Regions from separate parts of the Mus musculus genome. Here region 1 is linked to region 2. The links are chromatin contacts, called in public Hi-C maps. All regions are on one chromosome and are shown on one strand. Each heading gives the region's core, a stretch centred on a gene start, on an enhancer-like site or on the middle of the called end of the contact. The rest is flanking DNA. Distances are from core to core; before and after follow the strand shown. Region 1 overlaps Cdkal1 (CDK5 regulatory subunit associated protein 1-like 1). Region 2 overlaps Cdkal1 (CDK5 regulatory subunit associated protein 1-like 1).

What was found. Hi-C and Micro-C count contacts between places; a contact is called where the count stands out from the background.
Region 1: a Hi-C map of large pre-B cells shows a contact between it and region 2, with 2.3 times the contacts expected there. The contact joins two enhancer-like sites. A contact is called at or near these places in 5 of 39 promoter capture datasets (the 3T3-L1 cell line, the C10 cell line, the HPC-7 cell line and 2 more), 1 of 15 datasets of contacts at CTCF or cohesin (large pre-B cells), 4 of 484 Hi-C or Micro-C datasets (the HPC-7 cell line, large pre-B cells, nephron progenitors and 1 more), 3 of 115 datasets of contacts at active chromatin or transcription factors (embryonic forebrain, large pre-B cells and pancreatic cancer cells) and 1 of 9 other capture datasets (embryonic trunk).

What each region holds. Positions count from the first base shown.
Region 1 is chr13:29,734,854-29,739,399 of GRCm38.p6, reverse strand. All of the region lies in intron 5 of Cdkal1 (CDK5 regulatory subunit associated protein 1-like 1), which reads left to right. Among named protein-coding and RNA genes, the nearest start is that of Cdkal1, 120 kb to the left of the region's middle. Within about 2 kb of position 1,254, at least 46 of the 459 cell types and tissues checked have an H3K27ac peak or open chromatin away from gene starts, as enhancers often do.
Region 2 is chr13:29,599,511-29,604,584 of GRCm38.p6, reverse strand. All of the region lies in intron 9 of Cdkal1 (CDK5 regulatory subunit associated protein 1-like 1), which reads left to right. Among named protein-coding and RNA genes, the nearest start is that of Cdkal1, 250 kb to the left of the region's middle. Within about 2 kb of position 1,969, at least 12 of the 459 cell types and tissues checked have an H3K27ac peak or open chromatin away from gene starts, as enhancers often do.

The sequences.
Region 1 (4,546 bases), core at 5-2,504, 140 kb before region 2:
TGGGTTGATAGAAGAACTGGATCGTGGACCCAGTAGTGGCTACAGGTGAAACAGTACTGGCATCACCAAACATTTGAACCTGTCTGTGACTCTGCCAAGGGCAGCGGGTCTTACCCATAGGCCTCATCAATCATTGTATGCTTGATTGTCAGGGATGAGAAAGCTGAGGTGATGCTAGAGTCATGTTCATGATAAAGCATGGGCCAGGCACTTTAGAGTGAAGTAGGCTGAGACCGATGGGCCCTGTTGGAAAGCTCACACATTTCCTGTCAATTCCTTAATTCTGCTGCTTTGTCCAAAGATGCTCAGGCCTTTACTAGCCTTTGATAGAGGTAGATAGACCCTGGCTGTAGTGTTGTTTAGTGGGGACATGGTGAGGGAGAGAGAGAAACAGGGAGAAAATCACTTAGGGTAACTTCTTTTACTTTGCTTCAAGCTTTCCCCTCATTTTTTGATGAATTTGATATACAGCTCTAATTTGGGGGAGGTGTTTGTCCCACCAATCCCCAGTTGATGCCTGTGCTTTAAGAGAGACACAGTGAGCAATTGATGCTTGAAACCATGGTACTGAACACACACACACACACACACACACACACAGTACTCAAGTGTGTATTTCTACTATAAAGGAATCTGTGATGCAGTTTAATAAATTAAACTCAGTGAGATTACCTGGTCCTAATAACAACTGAAATGATATGCAGGTAATGAAAGTCCCTTGCAAACTCCTGGCCCAGCAATCTTTGACTTACTTTCCATTCCTAAACCTTTAGTGAAAATGCCCTTCAGATTTGAAGGACACTGGACACACCTCTCTTCTCCCTACTTCCATCTTAGGTTCGTAACATTTTACTTTTATTTATTCAAACCAAAGCGCTCACTTGGTTTGGCCTCCAGACTTTATGACCTAGGAAATGAAATACCATTGAATATGTGACTGCACTTGACTCCATCTGTGTTCATGTGTATGGTTTCTCTGTCTGTTATGCAAAGTCATAAATAATCCAGGAGCCCTGCATCTGTCCCACCTGCTGCTGTCTTTATGATTCGAAGTGGTGAGTCACATGAGTAATTGTGCTACTTGTATAAAGAACTTGGAAGACAGCTTCACTTGTGTAAGTCCTGGCTGTATGTCATAAACAAGAAAAGTTTGAGCCATCTGTTACTTAAAAAATGACACTGGTGTACCACCTGGTGTTTGACTAGGCCTCGGGATTTGTTCCAGGCACAGCACTGCTTCACTGAACAAATACTGAGGTGAGGGTGGGGTAAGGCTTGGCAGGTACCTCTGGGACTTGGGAGGGGCCCTTTTCACTGAGCTCTGAGCAGACTTATTTTTATCATTGATGTTTCCTCTTGTGGTTTGCCTGTCATTAAAGACAGTTTTGTCTTAATTTTGAAAATTGGATACCAGGGGTTACATTATACAAAACGACCGCATACAAATCGTGAAGATAATGTCATGTGCAGGATGGCTGAATTTGGAGCAGAGGATGGCCACCTGCTAGGACTTTGTTCCTTAGCAGTCTGATGAGTGGCCCTGAGTTGTGGTTGCTTCCTTGGCTATGTGGCTGTTGAGATCTGTTTTGGTTTTGCAAACCATTCATCCTGTAGCACAGAACTCTGGAGTAGTTGGCTACTGGGTATTTGACTTAAGGAAACAAATTCCCTTTAAAGTTCCTGCTCTGCAACTGAAGAGCACTTTTGCCACTGTTAACATAAGCATCTGAGGATAGCTTATTCTTATCTACAGCATTGAAAAGGGATACGTGCAGCATTTGGCAGTACGGTAACCGCTGCCATTGTGCACCTACCTATCTGCTTAGCTACTGTGGTAGCCTGTGAGGTATGTGGCCCCTCAAAGGTTTTGGAACTTGCTAGAAGTAATTAAAAAATGACTAACACTGGTGTTGGGCTGAAGGGTAGAGATGGAGATGGCTCTGTTGGACACCATAGCAAGGCTATGGCTGTTACATATGTGTTACATGTGTGTTCTGCAGTTAAGGATAAGCAAGCACTCCTCACACATGGAAGGATGATCCTAGAGTTGGCATTTCTTATCTGAAGTTTTCTGTTTGTAGAGGGGTGACCCCAGGGCCCTTTGCTTACCAGGAAAGTACTCGACTATGGAGCCCCAGCCCTAGCCCCAGCCCCAGCCCCAGCCCCAGCCCCAGCTCCAGCTCCAACCTAACAAGTGTATTTTTAAAAGAGGAGATACTCAGTAGATATATGGAATTTGAATAACAAACATGCTTTTAAAAATCTTATGGTTTTCTGCCACATCTATGAAAATGTACGTTCTAAAAGAGCTCTGGGTTAAAAATCCAACCCAGTCTCATATAGTCCCATAATGATATTATCCACTGGCCTATGATTTTAATATGTAAAATAGTATAAGGGTAACCTTTAAAATGTCTACTTACAGTTGCCTACTGTCCTGTCTCAAATGATCTAACGTACATTGTCATGGTGCTTCTCTCTCAGGCCTCACTGTTTCCTCCAAACAGCAGTTCCATGGCTGCTCACCGATGACTTCTCCTTCCTTCGGAAACTCGAAGCAGCCAGTGGCCACCTTCCCTCTCGGTTGTCAGAGCTTTTGATACTGTTGAGACTGAACATTGGACTTTTTGTTTTAATTTTTTATTTTGGAGTTTATTACTTTAAAAAGTTCCTTTTTTTCTTTTAAAAAAGTCCCCTCTCTTTCCCCAAGTCTTTGCTTATCTACGGAAGAAAAGGCTGCCTGCATCTGACATTGCTGGGAGTCAGCTACTTCATGTTCAGGAGACATTGACTGGATTTGGGTCCTCAGTGGAATATGCTGCAGAGTGAGCTGTTGTTGATCTCAGGACAGTGTTTGGCCGTTCCTGTTTAGAAAGTGTTGGCTAGAAACTTTGCTCATTTTCCCCCTGCTCTGAGATGGCTTTTTTTTTTTTTTTTTTTTTTAAAGGAAGATGTTGGGAAAAATCTCTGTATCAAGACCCTGTTAATTGACACAACATCCCATCTGTCCCTTTGCTCTGGTTCTAATGAGACAAAATGGAAACAGATGCCATTTCAACCTCTCCAGTTTAACTTTTTTTGAAAATTTAAATTAAAAATTTTATTTTATTTTGAGGATAGTGTGGGTCCCTCTATGTGTCTGATTTTGTAAATTTCTTTTCCCTGTTACCTTCCTGTACTCTTGGCCTGGTCTCTGTGATTCTTTCTCTTTTAGCCATCCCCCACCCCCAAGTTTTTTCTCCGTGGCTTTTCCCAGTGGAGTGGAAGAATTCACCAAGTCATTTTGTTTCTAAACCTCTAATTGATCATAATGCTCAGATTCGGATCATAGAGGAGCTTGCTTGGGTCCTTCATGAAGATGTTTGCGTACTTGGTAGTTAACTCCTTTCTGTCTCAGCTTCGAGGGCAAATATTGTGTTTTGCGTACTTCCAATCCCCAGAGCCCGGAAGCTTGTGCTGGGCACCAAGCAGTTACTTAAGCCTACAGAAATGCTTATGCCTTGCTGGCAGACTATCTGTCATGTATTGTTAAGGGAAAGGCTTGGCATGCCTTTGCTTTGCAGACAACTTGCAAGTTGACTGGTATTTAATCCGATGGAGAAGAAAGTCCTTTTATTTTTGCAATACTATAGGCTCATAGTCTCTTATTTCTAGTACTGTTGTCAAGTACAACTTGATTTACTGCTTTGCCTGTGATACCTTTCATTCAAGTAACAGCACCCTCACCCAGGAGTCACTCCAGTCACTCCAGGGGTATATGGCTCAGTAGGCCTATGGAGCTCCAAAGCGGGTTCATTGCGATCTATGGTGTTATTAGGGATTCAGACTCCTTCCTTTCTCTTGTTATTTTCTCTCCTGATTGGGTAAGAGGCTGGCCTGTCTTTCCAGGAAGGACTGAACAAGTCTCTTCATGCATCATTAGTACAGGTTCTCCTTTGACTCCTTGACAAAGGAGTGGAGTACAGGGATTGGCTTGGACCAGTCATCTGTAGTGAGATGGATGTGTGAACTATCACACAAAAATCCCATCCGAATTACCCTTTATAGATAACTTCTACAGACTTGATTTCCAAGTTGAGATTTCCCAGTCTGATTGGTTTGATAATGAAGAGGGTGTTGGATGAAATCAACATTATACGATAATTACTTCATTAAGGAAATTATAGCATTTAAAATAAAAATGTAAGTTCTGTCTTCTTAAATTTAATAAATATGCTACTCAGCATTGCTTTTATAAAACAGAAAGTGGATACATAAAATCCAGTTGGAGCTCTGACTCCCTCTTCAGTGTGTTTGAACTGATAACAATTGGTGTGTTTAAATTATTCAGACACAATAGAATCATGTTGACTAGAGGAGTGGAAGAGATAACTGGGTAGTGGAGCTTACTTCTAAAAAATAAAAAGTCAATATTTAGGGCAGTGTACATCTGTCAGCCTAACCTACTAAAAGGTTTTTGGTTTACTTGAATACAATAATGGATTATTTTTTGTTTGGCCAAATATCCCCAGTAAATATTTAATAGGCAGCTTAGAAGCAGTCTGGC
Region 2 (5,074 bases), core at 720-3,219:
CACACACATTTGATTTAATAAAATTAAGTTCAAAAATTTCAGGAAAACTTTGAACCTGACCTAGTGTTTGACTTCCACATCTCAGTTTCACTGTTCCTAGGCAGTGGGGAGGGGTTAGGATCACCGAGTCCAGGAGAGGGCAGCAGCGCCGCATCAGCCTTTGAGTGTTGGCCACTCTTTCTCTGTGTACTTGGCTATTCAAAATTAAGCAAGTGATTTGGTATTTTGGTCGCCATTGCCTTAAGTGATGAAAAAGGGGAGGGGTCTCTAGAGATATTTAATAATCTTACAATTTATTAAACTCTTAGTCTCCCCGGAATGGCAGGGCTAGAGAACACAAAGGCAGCAACATGCCTTGTGAGAAAGGGTTCTGTTGCAAACGTTTAGGCCTAATTTTGTTCCAACTTTGCTTGTAATAAGACATTCAGAAAAGGCTCACCAGCTAAATAGCTTATAAAATACAAACTGTGGGAATAGAGGCCTAATTGGGCTTGTTGAAAGAATTTTTAACATATAAACATTAATTTTTTTATTGAGCATTGACCAAATTGAAAAAAGGCTAAACTTACTTGTTAAAATAATCTGACATCTTCACTGCAGATCCAAAATTTCTGAAAATGTAAATAAATTAAATGTAGGCTGTGTTCTACCATCTGTAATGAATTAGCATTCCGTTTTACCAGCTGCTGCTGCGGCTTGGGGCCGACTCGGGATCAGAACACACCGGTGGGCTGCTGCTAAATTTAAGAACCTGGGGTTTAAAACTGGCAGAGCTAGACTGGCGATTGGAAAAGTCTCTGCCATTATGAGTAGCAGATCTTTCCACTTGGGACAGGAAATATGTGTCTACTTTTTGTACAGATGTTGTCAGACAAATGAGGAGGCCAAGTCTCTGTTTCTTACTACCAACATGGCAGGCAGATGGCTCTGGGGGCCACTGCTACCTGAGGGTAGAGTTGCCCTGGAAGGGAAAAGCAAACAGAAAGCTGTAGCAGTCGTTTCTTAGACTAAAAAAAAATGTTTTATGTGTGTGCCCATGTACGGCATGTGTGCCTGTTGTCCTCCAAGGTCACAAGAAGTCATTGGATCCCCTGAAACTGCAGTCATGGTTGTGGGAATGGAACCTCAGTCTTCTGCAACTGCACTTAGCACCTAACTGCTGAGTTGTCCAGCCCAGACTTTTGTTTTTGTAATATATACATATTTATTTAACGTGTGTGGTGTACGTGGGTGTGTATGGGGTTTGTGAGTGTGTGGATTCTATGTGATTTGTGGGGTTTGAGGGTTGTGGACATATATGGTGGGTAGGGACAGGGTAGGGTGTGTATGCTTGTGAGGGTGTGAGGTGTTGGGGGCTTTGGGGGAGGATGTGGGGTGTGTGCTGGCACAGGCACACTCATGTGGAGGTCAGAGGGCATCTTGTCTTTCTCCCATGATATGGTCCTAGAAATGGAACTTGGGCTGTAAGGTCAGGCAGTATTCCCCCATATCCATTGAGCTGTCTTGAAGGCCTGTAATAGAAACAATCTCTTATATAAAAAAATGGTCTAGCAAAAAATGGAAATGTTTATAGATTGGTGAGAGATCTCATGCTTCTAATTAAGCTTAGTGATATTGTTTCATTTTCTAGTTTTTATTTTTAGCATGTAGGAAATAGGTCTCTAAAAAGAAGAAAAGTCCATTTGTGCGTCTCACTGGGGAGCTAAGGCCAATGCGAAGCAGTCTTCCTGCCTTGACATTCTGGGTGCTGGCATTACAGGTGTGTGCCACATATACCCGGCTAAGTCTGTACATTTTACAGTCAGGTAGGTCTGCTTTGAATTTGAATTATGTTGCTTCCTGGATTCATGCTCTTGTAAAATCCCTTCCATTTTCTGAGCTTCAGTTTCCTCATCTGTGTAGAATGTCAGTAATAACATTTTCCCTTTGAAGTTGTTCCATCAGCTGGAACTGTCCCTGGAGGCTGAAAGTGCATTACAGGAAAAGAGTGGGTGTGGCCTGTGAGTGACACACCTCTGTCATTGTGCTGCTCTAGGGGATGGAGCAGAACTTCACAGTGATATATGATATCTGATGCTTCAAACACTGGATATGAGGGTTTAGTATTGTGCACATCACCCTGGACATGTCTGGTCTCATGTTTGTGGAAATGTGCCTGAATTGTAGTATTCCTGCCTTTAGTTTGCTTTTGCTGTTTCTTTGTTGGCCTAGATTTAATGAAAGCACAAAATCTGACTGGAAGTTATTTTCTAGTGTCAGAATTCATACATGGTAATATCTGAAATGCCCATGTTACTGTGGTCTCATAAGCAGTATTTGTTCCCATTCTAAAAGTTTCACTGGGACCCGTGTGATAGCTAATTTCAGTAGTCAGCTTGACACACCTGAGAAGATAGAACCTCAGTTGAGGGATTGCTACCATCAATTGGCCCATGGATATGTTTGTGGGGTCTTTTTCTTATAGCGAATTTATGTAAGAGGACTGAGCTCATGTGAATGATGTCAAGCCCATTGTTGGTGGTGGCATCCCCTAGGCTCTATAGGAAAACTAGTAGAATCTGAGCCTGGGAGCAAGCCAGGATGCAGCATTCCTCATGATTTCTCCTTCAGTTCTGGCTTAAACTCCTGCCCTGACTTTGGTAATGATGGATTATGACCTGAAATTGGAAGCCAAAGCCAAAACCAAATAAACTCTTTCCTCTCCAAGCTACTTGGGTCAGTGTTTTATCTGAGCAACAGAAAGCAAACTAGAATGGTATGTTAGCTCTGTGAGTTTAGTAAGTTCAATGCACTCAGGTCAGGGAACACATTTACTGAACATAGGACATGTGCAAGGTACTGGGAGATAAAGTGATGAAGCACAAATTTAGCCTCCTACAGCTGTGTTCAGAACATGAGGGTGTGGCTGCTGTGGGTGCCATAGTATCAGGTGTACCTATGGCCTGAGCAGCCATGTGATCCCAAGACCAGTGCAGCTAGTTAAGCTTTACTGCAGGCTATGTTGTTAAATGGAGAACAAAAATAGGTTCTTAAGCAATTTGTAAAATTTGTCTAAAGTTATTCCCAGTGTTTAAATAGGGTAGTGATTCTTACCCTGACCAAACAGTCTTGTCCACAGCCCTGCAATCTAAAACCTTGACAAAGACCTGGGGAACTTGTAGCCTGCTGCCTTGAAGGTGTATCTGGAATCCTCCCTTCCCTTTACTCTCTTACTCCCCTTGTCCCACAATCCTCAGGTGGCCTCAGGGTCAACTGACTGAACTGGATCTATCTAGCCAGTATGCAGACCAGCTTGAACTGGCTTCCCTGGGGCTGACCCCTGTGTCAAGAACTCACTGTGCCATACCCAGACTGGCCCTGATCCTGCTTCTTCAGCTGTATCATAGTATGATCCCCGAGCACCTGTTTATGACATGTGTTCATTTCTTAGTGTTCCCTGTCCACTCATGAGTCATGACTTGAGCATTGAGCCTGTGCATTGAAATCACTCTTGATTGAGTCTTTTTTCTTCTAGAATCTGAATCTATCGCTTGTCTTGTTTTGACTTGTTCCTTACACAGTCCGCTGCATCTGTAGTTAGCTTTGTGTGGCTGTAACCTAGCCCCTCAGGCTGGGAAGTTACCTACATGCTCTCCATTTCCAACCTTGGCCTTGATTGCCCCACTTTGTGCTGTTCTGTCAAGGTCCTCTATCTAGACTTTCCCTACAAAGATGGGACTCTTTGCTGACCTTGTGTCCTCCATTCACACTAAGCTCAAACTGCTCTAACAGTTGTGGGATTGGTTCTGATTGCCTTGCTGGTGGTATCCCCTCCCCTGAAAAGGGCGGTGCATTTACTTTTTCTGTGTTGCACTATACTTATGGGTGCCATGTTTTCTCACCTCAACTAGACTATAAGGTATTTTTATGTATCTCATATCATGAATTTTGTTAGTGGAATGGTGTAGGGACTCTGGCTTAGACAATAAAGCAACAGGACCAAATGTCTTGCTTATCTGCTTGTCTAGTGACCTTCTCCCTGGTTCCCTCAAGGCTTTTATCTGTGGCAGTCTCTCATTGCTCACCTGTACAGAATCCATTCTGCTCTTGTGCCTCCAGACAGCACCATTGTTCGTAACTCTCTACTGAAGTGCGTTGACCTTTAGAGCTCACCATCATGGCCTGCATGGGACATTTTTGGAGATGCTTTTGCACAGGCTTAGAACTGTACTCAGATGCTGCTGCTATTTCTGTGGCTCAGAACCTCTGCACACCCTCAAAGCCGTGCTCCCTAAGAAGGGGAAAGGCACTCTTGTCATATAAGGAAGAGTTGGTCTTCTCTGATCATAAGTAGAGTTCACCTCTTGAATTCCAAACTACTTTGATATGGTTTAGAAGTTAGGTAAATAATTTACCCTGCATGTTATGCATCAGCCACTTTAACAGCTTCTGTACCATTTAACTTTAAAAACTGCTATTTCAGGTAATCTTTGTGCACACTTGACAGATGAAGAACTAGAGATTCAAAGAATATCCACAAGATGCTTATCTATGCCTGGGCTTAGTTGCCTCCATCACTTGCTGGTATATTGACATTTAACCCTTCTTTTTCTTTGACACTTGATAGGAGCAAGTAGCTCTTCTCTCTCTGGATTTCCCAGGCTTCTCAGCATATCCCTCGTCTAGTCCTTTCAGGCTTCTAGGCTAGCCAGTGAATGACCTTTACCCTGGAGTACTTCTGAGCCCTAGAACCTGACCCATTTAAACAGAATCTTGGCCTTGTTTGTGTTTATTCGTAGACAGAGCCTTTCCTTATTGTCAGTGAAGGGTTTATCCTGACTGGAAAGGTTTCATCTGACAATGTAGAGTTCTGACAGAGTCCATTCTCTTTGCAAGCTTTCTGTCTTGTCTCTCTTGGGGGTCTTCTTCCCCTTCCTCATTTCCCTGCCTCTATGGGTGTTAGAAGAGAATGGCCTGACTTGATTTTGCCTGTTCATCTTGTTAGAGAACCATGACCTTAGAGGGTTTAAGTGCCTTAGAATTTGGGGACTTTAATTACTCGATGATCAACAGAAAATTTGTGTAAACAACCTGG